Regions from separate parts of the Ovis aries genome. Here region 1 is linked to region 2. The links are chromatin contacts, called in public Hi-C maps. All regions are on one chromosome and are shown on one strand. The core of a region is the stretch at or near the end of the contact, and the rest is flanking DNA. Distances in the headings are between cores, read along the strand shown. Region 1 holds the start of PARP4 (poly(ADP-ribose) polymerase family member 4). Region 2 holds the start of LOC101119317 (zinc finger MYM-type protein 5).

What was found. A called contact is a pair of places that touch in the nucleus more often than the background predicts.
Region 1: a Hi-C map of tail adipose tissue shows a contact between it and region 2, with 3 times the contacts expected there. The contact joins the promoter of PARP4 here to the promoter of LOC101119317 in region 2. A contact is called at or near these places in 3 of 16 Hi-C or Micro-C datasets (blood, skin fibroblasts and tail adipose tissue).

Annotation. Positions count from the first base shown.
Region 1 is chr10:36,705,751-36,713,342 of ARS-UI_Ramb_v3.0, forward strand. PARP4 (poly(ADP-ribose) polymerase family member 4) reads right to left here and starts at 4,177. Exons shown (of 33, transcript XM_042254928.2): 1 at 4,070-4,177. It overlaps LOC132657301 (a long non-coding RNA gene), which reads left to right and starts at 4,248. Exons shown (of 2, transcript XR_009595270.1): 1 at 4,248-4,333. It overlaps TRNAG-UCC (transfer RNA glycine (anticodon UCC)), which reads right to left and starts at 955; the gene lies at 884-955.
Region 2 is chr10:36,469,462-36,476,247 of ARS-UI_Ramb_v3.0, forward strand. It overlaps LOC101119317 (zinc finger MYM-type protein 5), which reads left to right and starts at 4,337. Exons shown (of 10, transcript XM_060394495.1): 1 at 4,337-4,390; 2 at 5,291-5,360; 3 at 5,456-5,520.

The sequences.
Region 1 (7,592 bases), core at 2,927-5,426, 240 kb after region 2:
GCCCTTGATCGCTGGGTTTCCCTGGCTGGAGTCCCACCCTAGGCCCTCTGCTGGGCCGTAGTGCCCATGGGAGACCCAGAATGCACCTGTGTGCCAACGACCCCCAGTTTAGCACAGGTCTACTGGGTCTCAGCGTGGGCCCCTGACATGTCCAATCTCCTCCTGGCCAGCCCCCACCGGGGTGCGGTCCTAGGTCAAGGCCCCACTTGCCATGGGCACCTGCCATAGGCAACTGTTCCTGTTCCCCCCATCCCTGGAGCCAGGCTCCCTCCCACCCCTATAGCAACCCCTACCCCCCACAACCTCCCCTCACCCCCAGCAGTGGAACCTGTTTCCCTTTCCTGCCAACCTCTGCTCCCCTGTGCCTCTCATTCCTTCGCCACACTGAAGCATGAACCACCATTTTATTTTGAAAATTATGCTTCAAATGAAATTCAATTTTCCTGTCAGAGTTCAAAGCATGGCCTCCTCGCAGCCTCATCCTGGCCAAGGTGGTTTTTCTTCAGGTTGGCAAACCCTAAGGGCCTCCACACAACTGTTCCTCTCCCCAGGACCCTCCCACTGCCGCCACTCACACTGGTGTATCACACCCAGGACCTAGTGGTGTCTGCCCAACAATCAACAAACTAAGGCTTCACATTTCTTGTTTCTTACATGGTCTAAGATCTGGTTAAACAGAAGTGCCTGGATTTAACTCTGCCTTTCAGCGGCATTAATGTTTACTAACTCCATAACTTCACAGGTGTTGACTGTCTTTCACATGCAGATGGATTCATAATTAGCACTATGTACAAACAAGAATGCTGATAGATACTGTGAAAGATATGAGACTACGCTATTCAGGTTCATCCACCTTGCTCTCAGTCTCCAACACTGAGAACACTGTGTTGGCCAGGAATCGAACCTGGGTTAACTGCTTGGAAGGCAGCCACACTCACCACTATACCACCAACTCTGCACACGTGTATATAGCACACATGTATTAAAGAAAAAGCACCTGTGATCCCTCCATCCAGAAACAACCGCAACTGTTGATACTGCGATATTTCTTTTTGGTATTATTTTCCCCATATCATTACTATTTTGTACAGTATTCTTATAAAATGTTATTTATTCATATTGTTTTTTTAAGTTTATGGACAGTTTCTCTAACTTTTCATGAGAATTTTCCTATGGCACTAAATGTTCTTTGAAAGAATTTGTAGTGGTGCATAAGCTTTCTGTTATTTAACTCCTACTCTGTCATCAGGTATTTGGTTATCTAAAATTGTTCATTATACATTTTTTTTTCCTGTGTGGTTAAGTATACATGGGCTTTCCTGGTGGCTCAGCAGTAAAGAATCCACCTGCAATGCAGGAGACACAGGTTTGATTCCTGGGTCAGGAAGATCCCCTGGAGAAGGAAATGGCAATCCACTCCAGTATTCTTGCCTGGAAAATTCCACAGACAGAGGAGCCTGGCGGGCTACAGTCCATGGGGTTGCAAAAGAGTTGGACATAACTAGCACAAAGTATACCTAACCTAAAATTTACCATTTTAATCATTTTTAAAGGAAATCAACCCTGCATATTCATTGGAAGGACTGGTGCTGAAGCTGACGCTCCAACACTTTGGCCACCTGATACAAAGAGCAGATTCATTGGAAAAGACCCTTAATGCTGGGGAAGACTGAAGACAGGAGGAGAAAGGAACAACAGAGGATGAGATTGTTGGATGCCATCACCGACTCAATGAATGCGAGTTTGAGCAAACTCTGGGAGACGGAGGACAGGGAAGCAGTTCATGGGGCTGCAAAGAGTCGTGTCCGACTGAATGACTGAACAATAATCATTTTTAAGCATACAGCTCAGTAGCATTAAGTACATTCACACTGTGAAACCAGAATATACAGATTTTAAACATATTAATAAATCTCTGTCCATGGAATTCTCCAGGCAAGAATACTAGAGACTGTTGCCATTTCCTTCTTCAGGGGATCTTCCTTACCCAGGGTTTGAACTCGGGTTTCCTGCATTGCAGGCAGATTGTTTACTGTCAGAGCCAACAGGGAAGCCAGGGGAGGAAATGCCAGCTGTAAAGATGCCAGATTGGGTGGCAGTGAGCTTCCTCTGGTACAGCAGAGGCTGCATGGGCAGGAGAGAGACTAACACTAAGTTTTGTGAAACTTAAGTCTGGCCTTGACTCCTGTCTTCCTGCAGGTTCTGTCTGGAGTCTCCCTCAAACACCTGCCTCTTCTCCTGTGAGCAGTTTCCTGACAGACATACACCACCTGTCAAGATCTTCTTCTCAAACTTTCTCTACATGAACTCAATCTCACATCTTCATTGGAGACTGCTCTGTTGTATGTGAGCTCTGGGTGTCTTCTACCCATCAGGCCCAGTTCAGCTTCAGGTCTGAAGAAACTCTAGCACTCCCCTCACAAATCCTGTCTCTATCTAGAAACTATGGATGCATCTGGGAGCAAGAGGCTCACTGCCACCCAATCTGGCATCTTTACAGCTGGCATTTCCTCCCCTGGCTTCCCTGATGGCTCTGATAGTAAACAACCTGCCTGCAATGCAGGAGACCTGGGTTCAAACCCTGGGTAGGGAAAATCCCCTGAAGAAGGGAACAGTAAGAGTCTCCAGTATTCTTGCCTGGAGAATTTCATGGACAGAGGAGCATGGCAGGCTACAGCCCATGGTATCACAGAGTTGGACAGGACTGAGGGACTAATACTTTCCCTTCACTTCAAGAGCCCACAGCAGTGGCTTTAATCACACATCTCTCTGTAATCATGGGAAGGCCTGCACTCTATCAGTGTCTCCAGGATGGCAAGCCTATGTGAACAGCTGGTCCTTGGTCATCTTTATATCCTTGGAATCTAGACATCTTTTGGCACACAGTAGGCATTCAACAGGAGAAGGCAATGGCAACCCACTCCGGTATTCTTGCCTAGAAAATCCCATGGATGGAAGAGCCTGGTAGGCTGCAGTCCATGGGGTTGCTAAGAGTCGGACACGACTAAACGACTTCACTTTCACTTTTCACTTTCATGCATTGGAGAAGGAAATGGCAACCCACTCCAGTGTTCTTGCCTGGAGAATCCCAGGGACGGGGGAGCCTGGTGGGCTGCCGTCTATGGGGTCTCACAGAGTAGGACACGACTGAAGCGACTTAGCAGCAGCAGGCATTCAGCAAACAATTGCTAACTATAAACTCTTCCAAGCCTGAATGAAAGCCTGCTGTGTGCTGTGCTTAGTTGCTCAGTCCTGTCATACTTTTTGTGGCCTCATGTAGCCCGCCAGGCTCCTCTGTCCATGGGGATTCTCCAGGCAGGAATATTGGAGTGGGTTGCCATGCTCTCCTCCAGAGGAATCTTCCTGACCCAGGGATTGAACCTGGGTCTCCTGCATTGCAGGCGGATTCTTTCCAATCTGAGCCACCAGGGAAGCCGGAATTTAAGCTTAGGAGTATTAAAAAAAAACAAAACCAAACCCAAAACCCTTCTGACACTACCTGCATTTCTGGGCTCAAATGTCATTAATTCCGCCCATCTCTAAAGGGACTGTTAAAACCCCTGCAATGGCAAAGGACACGCAGCCGCCTGTTCTAAGGAGCTGAGACTTTGCACCCACGTCCGTGCGCTTTCCCGAGCCTTCAGCTACTCATTTCCGGGCTTTCCACTTTGGATTCACAGGTACCTTCCGTGTTTCCGTCCGGGGCTCCCTGTCACTCGCCAGGTCGGGCTACATTCCCTGATTAGTCACCAAAATGCAGTATTAGGCAAGTTTCTTTCTCTGGAACCTAACTTTCAGGAGAAAGCCTGTTTAGCACATTGGAAACAAGAAAAAACTATCCAAAAAAAAAAAAAAAAAACCCCACCCAAGGAAAAACTAAGTTCTATCTCCATCGGCTCACTTTTGCGAGCTGGGGACACGCCGAGGCACCCGGCAGCGGGGGTGTTTCTTGGCCGGCGGCGGCGGCCGCCGCGGTGAGGGGACCGGCCCTCCCCGGACGGTCGGCGCGGTCCCCTGCCGGCCTCACCCCCGGACCTTCAGCTGACTGCCCGCAGCGGCGCCCACGCACCTGCCTGAGGCTCCGGCCCACTCGGGCGCTGGCGCCCCTGAGTTCTCGGCTTCTGACTCCCAGGCCTTCAGGACTTGGGACTCCCGGGTCCAGGCCCTTCCTGGTTCCGGGCGCGCCCCCGCCGCGGGTTCTGGGGTTCCGGCGCCGCCCTGGACTGGCCGCAGCGCGCACGGCGGACGTGGATAGCGCCGCGGACGGCGACAGGACTGCGTGCGGTCTTCCAGCGTCAGGACTCGGATTCATGTTTCAGGCGGCATTTGGGCTGTGAGGAGAACTCCAAACTTCGTAGTTTGGGGAAAGCGGTGGTGGTACTGCTTGAGGAAGAAGGGCAGTTTTCCGGAGCGGGAAAAGAACAATTTCGAGAGGATTTGAGATTGGGGAAACATGAGGCTAATTTTAGTGCAGGATTCTGAGAGTTTGTAGTTCTTGGTAGTGTTACTGAGTAATTAGAAATATGTGTTTTCCTTGGTAGCTCAGCCGGTAAAGAATCGGACTACCAATTGTGGAGACAGGGGTTCGATCCCTGGGTCGGGAAGAACCCCTGGAGGAGGAGGGCATGGCAACCCACTCCGATTATTCTTGCCTGGAGAATCCCATGGACAGAGGAGCCTGAAGGGCTGCAATCCAAGGGGAAGGGGGGGGGGTGGGACGGGGGTGTCGCACAGAGTCAGACAGGACTTAAGGACTAAACAAGGACAACAACAATCTGCCATTCCAGAAAGGAGGGGCTGGCCACTCACTGAGTAGAGGGGCGATAAGTTCAGTCACTCAGTTTTGTCCGACTCTGCGACCCCATGGACTGTAGCACGCCAGGCTTCCCTGTCCATCACCAACTCTCGGAGTTTACCCAAACTCATGTCCTTGGCGTCGGTGATACCATCCAACCATCCTATCCTCTGTCGTCCACGTCTCCTGCCTTCAATCTTTCCCCAGAATCAGGGTCTTTTCCAATGAGTCAGATCTCCACATCAGGTGGCCAAAGTATTGAAGTTTCATTTTCAGTATCAGTTCTTCCAGTGAATATTCAGAACTGATTTCCTTCAGGATGGACTGGTTGGATCTCTTTGCAGTCCAGGGGATTCTCAAGAGTCTTCTCCAACACCGCAGTTCAAAAGCATCAATTCTTCGGCACTCAGCTTTCTTTATAGTCCAACTCTCACATCCATAGTGACTACTGGAAAAACCATAGCTTTGACTAGACAGACCTAATGGGAAATAATAAAATTCTGAAAATAGTAAATAAAATGGCAATAAAAAAGATGTAGCAAGAATATGGATTTGAATCCTGACTTTACTACTTAATTCCCAGGGGATTATGGACAAGCTACCTTACAGCAGTGATCCCCAACATTTTTGGCACCAGGGACCAGTTTCATGGGAGATAGTTTTTCTGCAGAAGGGGTGGGATGATTCAAGTGAATTACATTTATTGTTCACTTTATTTCTATTATCATTACATCATCTCCACCTCAGATCATCAGGCATTAGATCCCAGAGGTTGGGGGCCCCTACCTTACAAGATTGTGTGAGAATCAATTTAGCTGACATCAGCAAAAATGGTACAAGGTCCATCCCTATCCCAAAACAATTTGGGGGGACTGTGTAGGGCAACATTTGGGGGCTTAGTTCCCTGACCAGGGATCAAACACTTATACCCTTGTAGTGGAACCTCGGAGTCTTAATCACTGGACTACCAGAGAAGTCCCAAAACAGTTTCTTAAATTTATTTTTGAAACATCTTTTAAAACTTGACAAAACCTGTCAGAAACTACCTTACCAGATCCTAGAAGATAGTCAAAGGTTTACAACAAAAAAGTAGATGTATAAATGTTATAGTCCGGGGTCCTTGGACTCTCTTTAAAATGTTTGTTTTTATTATTTGTATCTTTGGCTGCACTGGGTCTTCGCTACTGCGTGGGTTTTTCTGTAGTTGCAGTGAGGGGGGCTACTCTTTGTTGTGGTGCACAGGCTCCTCATTGTGGTGGTTTCTCTGGTTGTAGCTTAGTTGCTACAAGGCATGTGGGATCTTCCTAGACCAGGGAGGGAACCGGTGTCCCCTGCATTGGCAAGTGGATTTCTACCCACTGTATGACTACGGAAATCCCCTTGGACTCCTTATCGATAGAAATTGATGAGGTCAGACTTGTGCTACAGTAAGAGGACATGAAAACAAACATCAGGTGTCCCTGCTCCAGGAGCTGGGGCGACCTGGTTCTTTAAATAGGGTGAGGGTAGGAACTGATCCGAGGAGGCTTAACTTGGGTGGTCTGCACACCCTTGCAAGGATCCTGCACAGGACCGACCCTTCTTTTGCTCTCAAGAGCGCAGGGCTGGAGCAGGGGGGATTAGAGCAGGTGGCTGGCATGGGCTGCAGCACCAGTCAGAGCTGCGCTGCCTCTGATGCGCTCCTCAGCAAGTGCACCGATGCCTCCCCTACCCAGTTTAGGGGTCTCAGCCTGTTCTATGCCTCACAGTCTTGCAGTCGCCTCAGGTGCTGCACCTTTACCTAACATGGAGCTGTGGGGGTGTGCTGGGCTGTGTGCTGGGGCGGTCCCAGGAAACCAGCCAGAACCCAGGCAGCGTCGGTCTGCTTCCCCTTGTTTCTGGAGTAAGCAGGCTTGTGTATGTCCCTCACAAGTGGAGTCTAGGGTTCTTACAGCCTTCCTATTAGTTCCACTGGTTTTCACACCACCTAAGGGGTATGTCTTCCCAGTGTCAGACACCAGGACTAGGATGCCCAATAGTGGCTAAAACTGACCCCTCCCCAGGAAAGCCTGTGTCATCTCTCTCCTCTTCTGTGTCCCCTTCCAGGGTGCAGGTCCTGAGCCAATTACTTCTCTTCCCTTCCTACTTGATTCTGTGTGGATCTTTCTTACAGGCTTGGTTTTACAAGGCTGTCTGTCTCCAATTTGTCTTCAGTGAGGATTGCTCCACATGTAGATGTATTTTTGATATGTTTGTAAGTGTAGGCAAACTTTGTGTCCTCCTACTCTGCCATCTTGATCTCCCCTCCCTGGAATCAGTAATCTTATTTCTGAAGGGTAAATGTGCTGCTTTAAAAATGTGTAATAAAACATTTAAAACGCATAGAATGCTGCAAGTTGATCTGAAGCATAAAAACCCATAGAATGTGTCAAGAACCATCAGACGATAATTACAGTAAAGTCTTAATTAACTATCATTGTATTGCTCTGCTGTGATCCCAGCAGATTCAGGCTAGAATTCTCTTTATTATCTACTCCACATTATTGCTCGGACATTCTAGAATATAGTGCATGTGATAATCCCTTCATTGTTTAGACTCACAGGTTTCCATGACCTTTTGCTGCAAGCCCAACCCACCAGCACTAGTTCTATCCATATTAAAATGACAAGATTTTTTTTTTTTTAAAGATGTCTTTCTGCATCCAACGTAGTTAGAAATTTTCTTACTGAGGTAACATTCTGGAAATCTGAGCCTTAGGACCTTAGAGAAGAACTCTACTTCCCATGGATAAAGTGGGCTGTGGCTTTTCTTGCCTTT
Region 2 (6,786 bases), core at 3,087-5,586:
ATACCCAGAGCTTGTGGGCAACCTCCAGGGTTTCCAGACAGCTTCTAGCTGACAGCCAGCAAAAAAACTAGGGCCCTTAGTCAGACAGCCTTAGAGAAATTATTTCTTTAAATGCCTTACTGACCTTGGAAGTGGCGTCTTTCCTGTCAGGCCTACATGTGAGGATGCAGTCGTTCTCAGCTGCTGCCTCATGAGACCCTGAAACAGAGGACTCAGCTAAGCCCTACCTGGGTTTCTAACCCACAGAAATGGGGGAATAATCACTGCATTTTTAAAAATGAAAAAATATGTAATTTCATAGTTTTGGGTAACAGAAGTCCAAAAGCAGTCTAACTGGGCCCAAAGCAAGGTGTTGGTGGGTCTGCATTCCCTCTGGAGGGTCTAGCAAAAAATTCATTCCTTACCATTTCCAGCTTACAGTGGCTACTGCTTGCCTTAAATTGAAGTCGTATCATTCCAACATGAACCTCTATGGTCACATTGCTTTGTTCTGTGTGTGTCAGATCTTACAAAAATCCCTCTTATAAGGATATATGTGGCTGCATTTAGGACCCACACTTATGCTCCCTGCTGCTAAGTTGCTGCTAAGTCGCTTCAGTCGTGTCTGACTCTGTGTGACTCCACAGACGGCAGCCCACCAGGCTCCCCCATCCCTGGGATTCTCTAGGCAAGAATACTGGAGTGGGTTGCCATTTCCTTCTCCAATGCATGAAAGTGAAAAGTCAAAGTGAAGTCGCTCAGTTGTGTCCAACTCTTCGAGACCCCATGGACTGCAGCCTACCAGGCTCCTCTGTCCATGGGATTTTCCAGGCAAGAGTACTGGAGTGGGGTGCCATCATGATCTCCCTAATTCTAGATCCTTAATTTAATCACATTTGCAAACTTTGCCATATAAAAAACATTTACAGATTGCAGTAATTGGGTATCTTTGCGGGATGTTATTCAGTCTATTATAGCTAGTGAGACCCATTAAAGCTGGTTCATGTGTACTTTAAAAAAACCTTAAAGTTTTTTAAAAATTACATAGTTTTCAAATTGTCCATTTCTTCTTGTGTGAGTTTTGGCAGATTATATCTTTCTACTGGAAATAGAATTGGTCTATTTCCAGTAAGTTATGCCCAAATCTGTGGGCATAGTGTTCATACTACCTCTCATTATCCTTTTAATGTCCGAGCATCTTCAATAATGTTCCCTTTTTCATTTATTTTTAAAAAATATTTATTTATTTATTTTTGTGCTAGGTCTTCATTCCTGGGTTTTTGTTGCTGTATTCGGGGCTTTCTCTAGTTGCAGAGAACAAGGCCTCCTCCTTGTTGAGGTGTGTGGGCTTCTCACTGCAGTGGCTTCTATTGTTGCAGAGCAAGAGCTCTAGGTGCTGGTGCTCAGTAATTGTGGCACATGGGCTTATTTGTTCTGCAGCATGTGGGAGCTCCCAGGACCAGGGATTGAACTGGAGTCTCTTGCATTACAATGCAGATTCTTAACCACTGGACCACCAAGGAAGCCCTTCCCCCCTTTTTTCATTTCTGATATTAATAATTAGTGTCTGCTCTTGTGCTCTCTCTCTTTTTCAGGACATTTATTCATTCAGCCGCACCAGGTCTTAGTTGCAGCATGTGAGACCTTTGATGTCTGTTGTGGTCCACAGGGTCTTCATTTCCCATGCGGGATCTTTTAGTTGTGGCATACCGACTCTTAGTTGAGACATGTGGTATCTAGTTTCTTGACCAGGTATGGAACCCTGGCCCCCTGCATTGGGAGCTTGGCCTCTTAGCCATGTGACCATTCAGTTCAGTTCAGTTCAGTCGCTCAGTCGTGTCCCACTCTTTGGACCCCATGAATCGCAGCACGCCAGGCCTCCCTGTCCATCACCAACTCCTAGAGTTCACTCAGACTCATGCCCATCGAGTCAGTGATGCCACCCAGCCATCTCATCCTCGGTCGTCCCCTTCTGCTCCTGCCCCCAATCCCTCCCAGCATCAGAGTCTTTTCCAATGAGTCAACTCTTCGCATGAGGTGGCCAAAGTACTGGAGCTTCAGCTTTAGCATCATTCCTTCCAAAGAAATCCCAGGGCTGGTCTCCTTCAGAATGGACTGGTTGGATCTCCTTGCAGTCCAAGGGACTCTCAAGAGCCTTCTCCAACACCACAGTTTAAAAGCATCAATTCTTTGGCGCTCAGCCTTCTTCACAGTCCAACTCTCACATCCATACATGACCAAAGGAAAAGCCATAGCCTTGACTAGACAGACCTTAGTCGGCAAAGTAATGTCTCTGCTTTTGAATATGCTATCTAGGTTGGTCATAACTTTTCTTCCAAGCAGTAAGCGTCTTTTAATTTCATGGCTGCATTCACCATCTGCAGTGATTTTGAAGCCCCACAAAATAAAGTCTGCAACTGTTTCTACTGTTTCCTCATCTATTTCCCATGAAGTGATGGGACCAGATGCCATGATCTTCGTTTTCTGAATGTTGAGCTTTAAGCTAACTTTTTCACTCTCCTCTTTCACTTTCATCAAGAAGGAAGTCCAATGTGCCCTCTTTTTTTCTTAGTTTGCCTGTTTGCTGCTGCTGCTGCTGCTGTCATGTCCGACTCTGTGCGACCCCATAGACGGCAGCCCACCAGGCTCCCCCTTCCCTGGGATTCTCCAGGCAAGAACACTGGAGTGGGTTGCCATTTCCTTCTCCAGTGCATGAAAGTGAAAAGTCAAAGTGAAGTTGCTCAGTCATGTCTGACTCTTCGGGACCCCATGGACTGCAGCCCACCAGGCTCCTCCGTTCATGGGATTTTCCAGGCAAGAGTACTGGAGTGGGGTGCCATTGCCGTCTCCGTTTGCCTGTTTAGAGGCTTATTAATTTGGTTGAATTTTCAAAGAAACAGCTTTTAATTTCACTGATTTTTGTTTATTGACTTCTTGTTTTCAATTTAATTTCTGCTCTGATTCTTATTATTTCCCTTTTTATGCTTGCTCTGTATTTAATTTGCTTTTCTTTTTCTTGTTTCCTTAGGTGGCAACTTAGCTGACTAATTAATGTTAGGTCTTCTTTTCTAGCCAATGAAGTCAGTGCTGTAAATTTCCCTCTAAGAACTACTTTTACTGTATCCCAAAAATTTTGATAAATTGTATTTTTATTTTCATCTATTTCAAAGTATTTTTTAGTTTGAGACTTCTTCTTTGACTTGTGTTATTTAAAACTGTGTTGTTTCAGTTCAGTCGCTCAGTCGTGTCCGACTTTTTATTATGACCCAACCCCATGGACCGCAGCAGGCCAGGCTTCTCTGTCCATCACCAACTCCCCAGAGATTGCTCAACTGTGGTGTTTAGTCTTAATTTATTGAGATTTTCTAGCTGTTATTTGATTCTAGGTTAATTCTACCATGGTCAAAAATCAGACACTGTAGAATTTGTCCTTTTAAATTTGTTAAGGTGTGTTTGAGAACCTAGAATGTGATCTGTCCTGGTGAATGATCCTTGTGAGCTTGAGAATATATATTCTACCATATATTGAATAAGACTTTTGATGTCATTATATCCAGTTGAGTGATGGTGTTGAGTTCAACTATGTCCTTGGTGATTTTCCTTTTTAAAATTTTATTTATATGGTTGCATTGGATGTCTTGGTGTGTGAGGGCTTTCTCCAGTTGAGGCCAGGCCCAGGTGCGGAGCCGGCAGCCGGCGCCGTCCCCGCCGCGGGGCCCAGCCCCGGCTTCCTGGGCCCAGTCGGAGTTGTCCCCAGTTCCACCCGCGGCCCCGCCAAGATGGAGGACGTCGTCTCCTCCAGCAGCCATGACGGGAGCGGGGGACGCCTCCCCACGGGGCTGAGGGGAAGGCAAGCGCTTCCAGCCCTCGGAGCGCGCGGGGTCCCGCCGCCGGCCTTCCAGACCCCTGCTCCCGCCCCCATCGCTGAAGCCCCTGCCCGCCCAGGCCTCACGGGGCTCCCAGACACTGGACAGGGAGGGCGAGGAGGATATCAAGGGCGTGGCGCTAGCAGCCACTGCGAGGGCAGGTGGCCCGGCTCAGGTCTTCGGGCCGCTGGCGTCCGACAGCGCTCGACCACTGCAGGTAGCAACAAACTCTGTTGTCTACACGGCGACACGCCGGTCTGGGATCCGTGCGGAAAAGGCGGGGAGTGCAATGGAGGCGCGGGGGTGTGGCTTACGGCTGACGGACGGGGCATCGGACCACCCCCTCAAGGGGGGGTCCTGAAGGAAGGCGGACACAGCCAATGGGCGTGCCCTTGGCGCCCAGCCCGCCCTCCCCGGCCGCCAGTGAGGGCGCAGGGGGAGGGACCTGCCGGGTCGGGCCGCGCCGCCGCGGCCGCCGCCTCCGCCTCCTCACTAGCGCTAAAGCTGGGACTCGACCGAGTGGAGTTGCGCTTGTTGCCGAAGAGGTGGGTGATGGGCCGGGGGCGGAGAGGTTCGTTCCGCGGAGCCGCAGCCAAAACCGGGTGAGGCTTGTCCCCGCCGTGTCTCCAGCTCAGGGCCGCCGACAGTGGGGGTGGCCGGGAGCGGCGCAGCCTCTGGAGGCGGAGGCGCCGGGAGGCGGAGATGGGTGAGGTCGGCCTCCGAAGCCTCCCACCGACCCGGGAGAAGCGCCCCGCGGCGCGGCCGCCGTCGCCGCTGCCGCTTCGGGGCCTCAGGCTGCCGGCGCCTCCGCTGATGTCCCAGGCGCATTGGCAGGCTTGAGTGCGGGCGCGGCCGCGAGGGCCGAGTGAGGCGGCCGCCGGCGGGCTTCGGGGGTCGCGGGGTGGGGGAGGGGGCGCCTGCTTGGGCGCTCGTGGCCGCACTCGCAGTCTCCCGGCAGCGACCCGGGGTCCGCAAGTTTGAGAGTGAGGACACGGCCCCCCCGCACCAGGTCCCCTCCTCGGCCGCCCAGACCCCGGCGCGGTGTCTTCTCACGGCTTATATGGGCGAGTTTCTAATGGCGGACGCGGAGCGGGCAGGTCTCGGGCTCCGGGCCAACACGGGGGTTTCCGCCCCGCGGCGACGCGAGCTGCGGGCGAGTGAGTTCCTGAGGGACGGCGGCGGCGAGCGGGCCGAATCGGGGATAGGTGTCTCGAGGCCGCGCTCGCCCTCCGCCTCCCGCCTTTGGCTCGCAGGGACTGTGCGGGCGAGTGGTGGTGGCGGGGCCTTGGTGTTTGTGTACCTGGCGCCTCGGCCGCCGTGGGGTGGGCGGTGTCTGTGTGGAGGAGCGCTGAGGCTTCTTGACTTGTCCCTTTGCTTCCTCTCTGGTGAGTTGGTGCTGCGTCCACCTTGGCTATAACGAAGTCCGTTTTCATCCTTCGTTCTAGGGCCAGGAATCACCTACAGAAAAGTCTGGTGATAGTTCGGTGATAGTAATTAAGGAGGAAAGCGTGCACGGTGAGTAAGTTTACCCCGCGTGTTTGTGGAATACAGCTAGCGCAGTACTAGAGTGTGCTTCTGTGGAACTTACCTTTCTCTTACCTTGAAGGCAGAGAGCTAGTTTCTGGAGTGGACCTTGTCCCCTGAGCCAAGCCAGGGAAGTCCCTGGGAAAGCATGGTGAGTGCGTGCTGATGTTTACACCACTGGTATTCTCCTAGAGTTCTAAGATGTTCCATTTTTAATGCTTTCTTTTTAACATTTTTTTTTGCATTCTAATGGTTAGAAATAATTTTTTTCCGTACTGTTGAATTAGCTAGACTGATTGAATCTTATCGTTATTCTAAGATTGATGGACACAATACTTTGTGTGTGTGTTTGTCTTATATTTGAGGAAGATTTGTGTTTTCTGTATCCTGATAAAACTCAGGCAAGCATCACATCAGGAAACTTTTTTTTTTTTTTGAAGAGAGAATCTAGTTCTTACCCTAGTCGCGATTCTAAGATTGACCACTGAATTACTAAATTGGTAGTGACAGTCTCCATTATGAAGTTGATGTGTTTTTTTTTTCTTGTTACTAAAAAGTAAGCTAAGTGCTCTTCATTTTGGTACAATAAAATGCCCAGTTCCCTGTCAGCTGTTGCGTTAATGGCTTTAACACCAATCCTTTCCTGAATCAGTAATTTTGTAAAGTGTCTCAAAATGATTTTTTTAAAAAAATCTCTGATTTTACATTTATTATCTGGGATTCTGTACAGTCTTAGATCCTGCCTATTTTGTCCTTCCAGCTGGTCAGTTTTTCACCAGTCATCAAAAAGAAACTTGGTGAATATTGCTGTTTCTCATAGTAATATTCCTGCCTTCCCTCTGCTGTTGTTGCTTCTTGCCAGACTTGACTGTGCACTTACTCTGATAGGCTTCATGGCACACTTCATTAGTTAGACAGCTTTAAGGAATGAATATTGTTTTGACTGGGTGATTTTCATAGGATACCTGAAATGATATTTCAGATTATGTGGTAGTTGTATGAGATGAAGGAATGTGGACAGGGTTCTAGAGCTATGAGGGACTTTATTAGGAAAAGGGAACTAGTGGAGACTAACAGACTGGAAGGATAACAAATCGCTGACTCAGTTATTACCACTTAGAAAAGCCACTTTTCTCAACAGCAAGCAGGTTCTTAGCATAGGTGAGCACAGTGTGGGAAGGACTAGGTTTAGTGCCAGCCAGATTTCATATCTGGTTTATATCTCTGCTGTCTTATTACTTTAGCAAGTGCAAACTAAATAAGAGTCAATAACTGAACCTTTATAAATGCACATCTTATTCAGTTAAATACACTTTTTTATCCACATTTTATACGTGAGTAAATTGTGTCTGTGTTCCCAATTGCTATGAAGATTGTAAAGTGCCTAGCCCATAAGTTATGTGAAACACACACACAC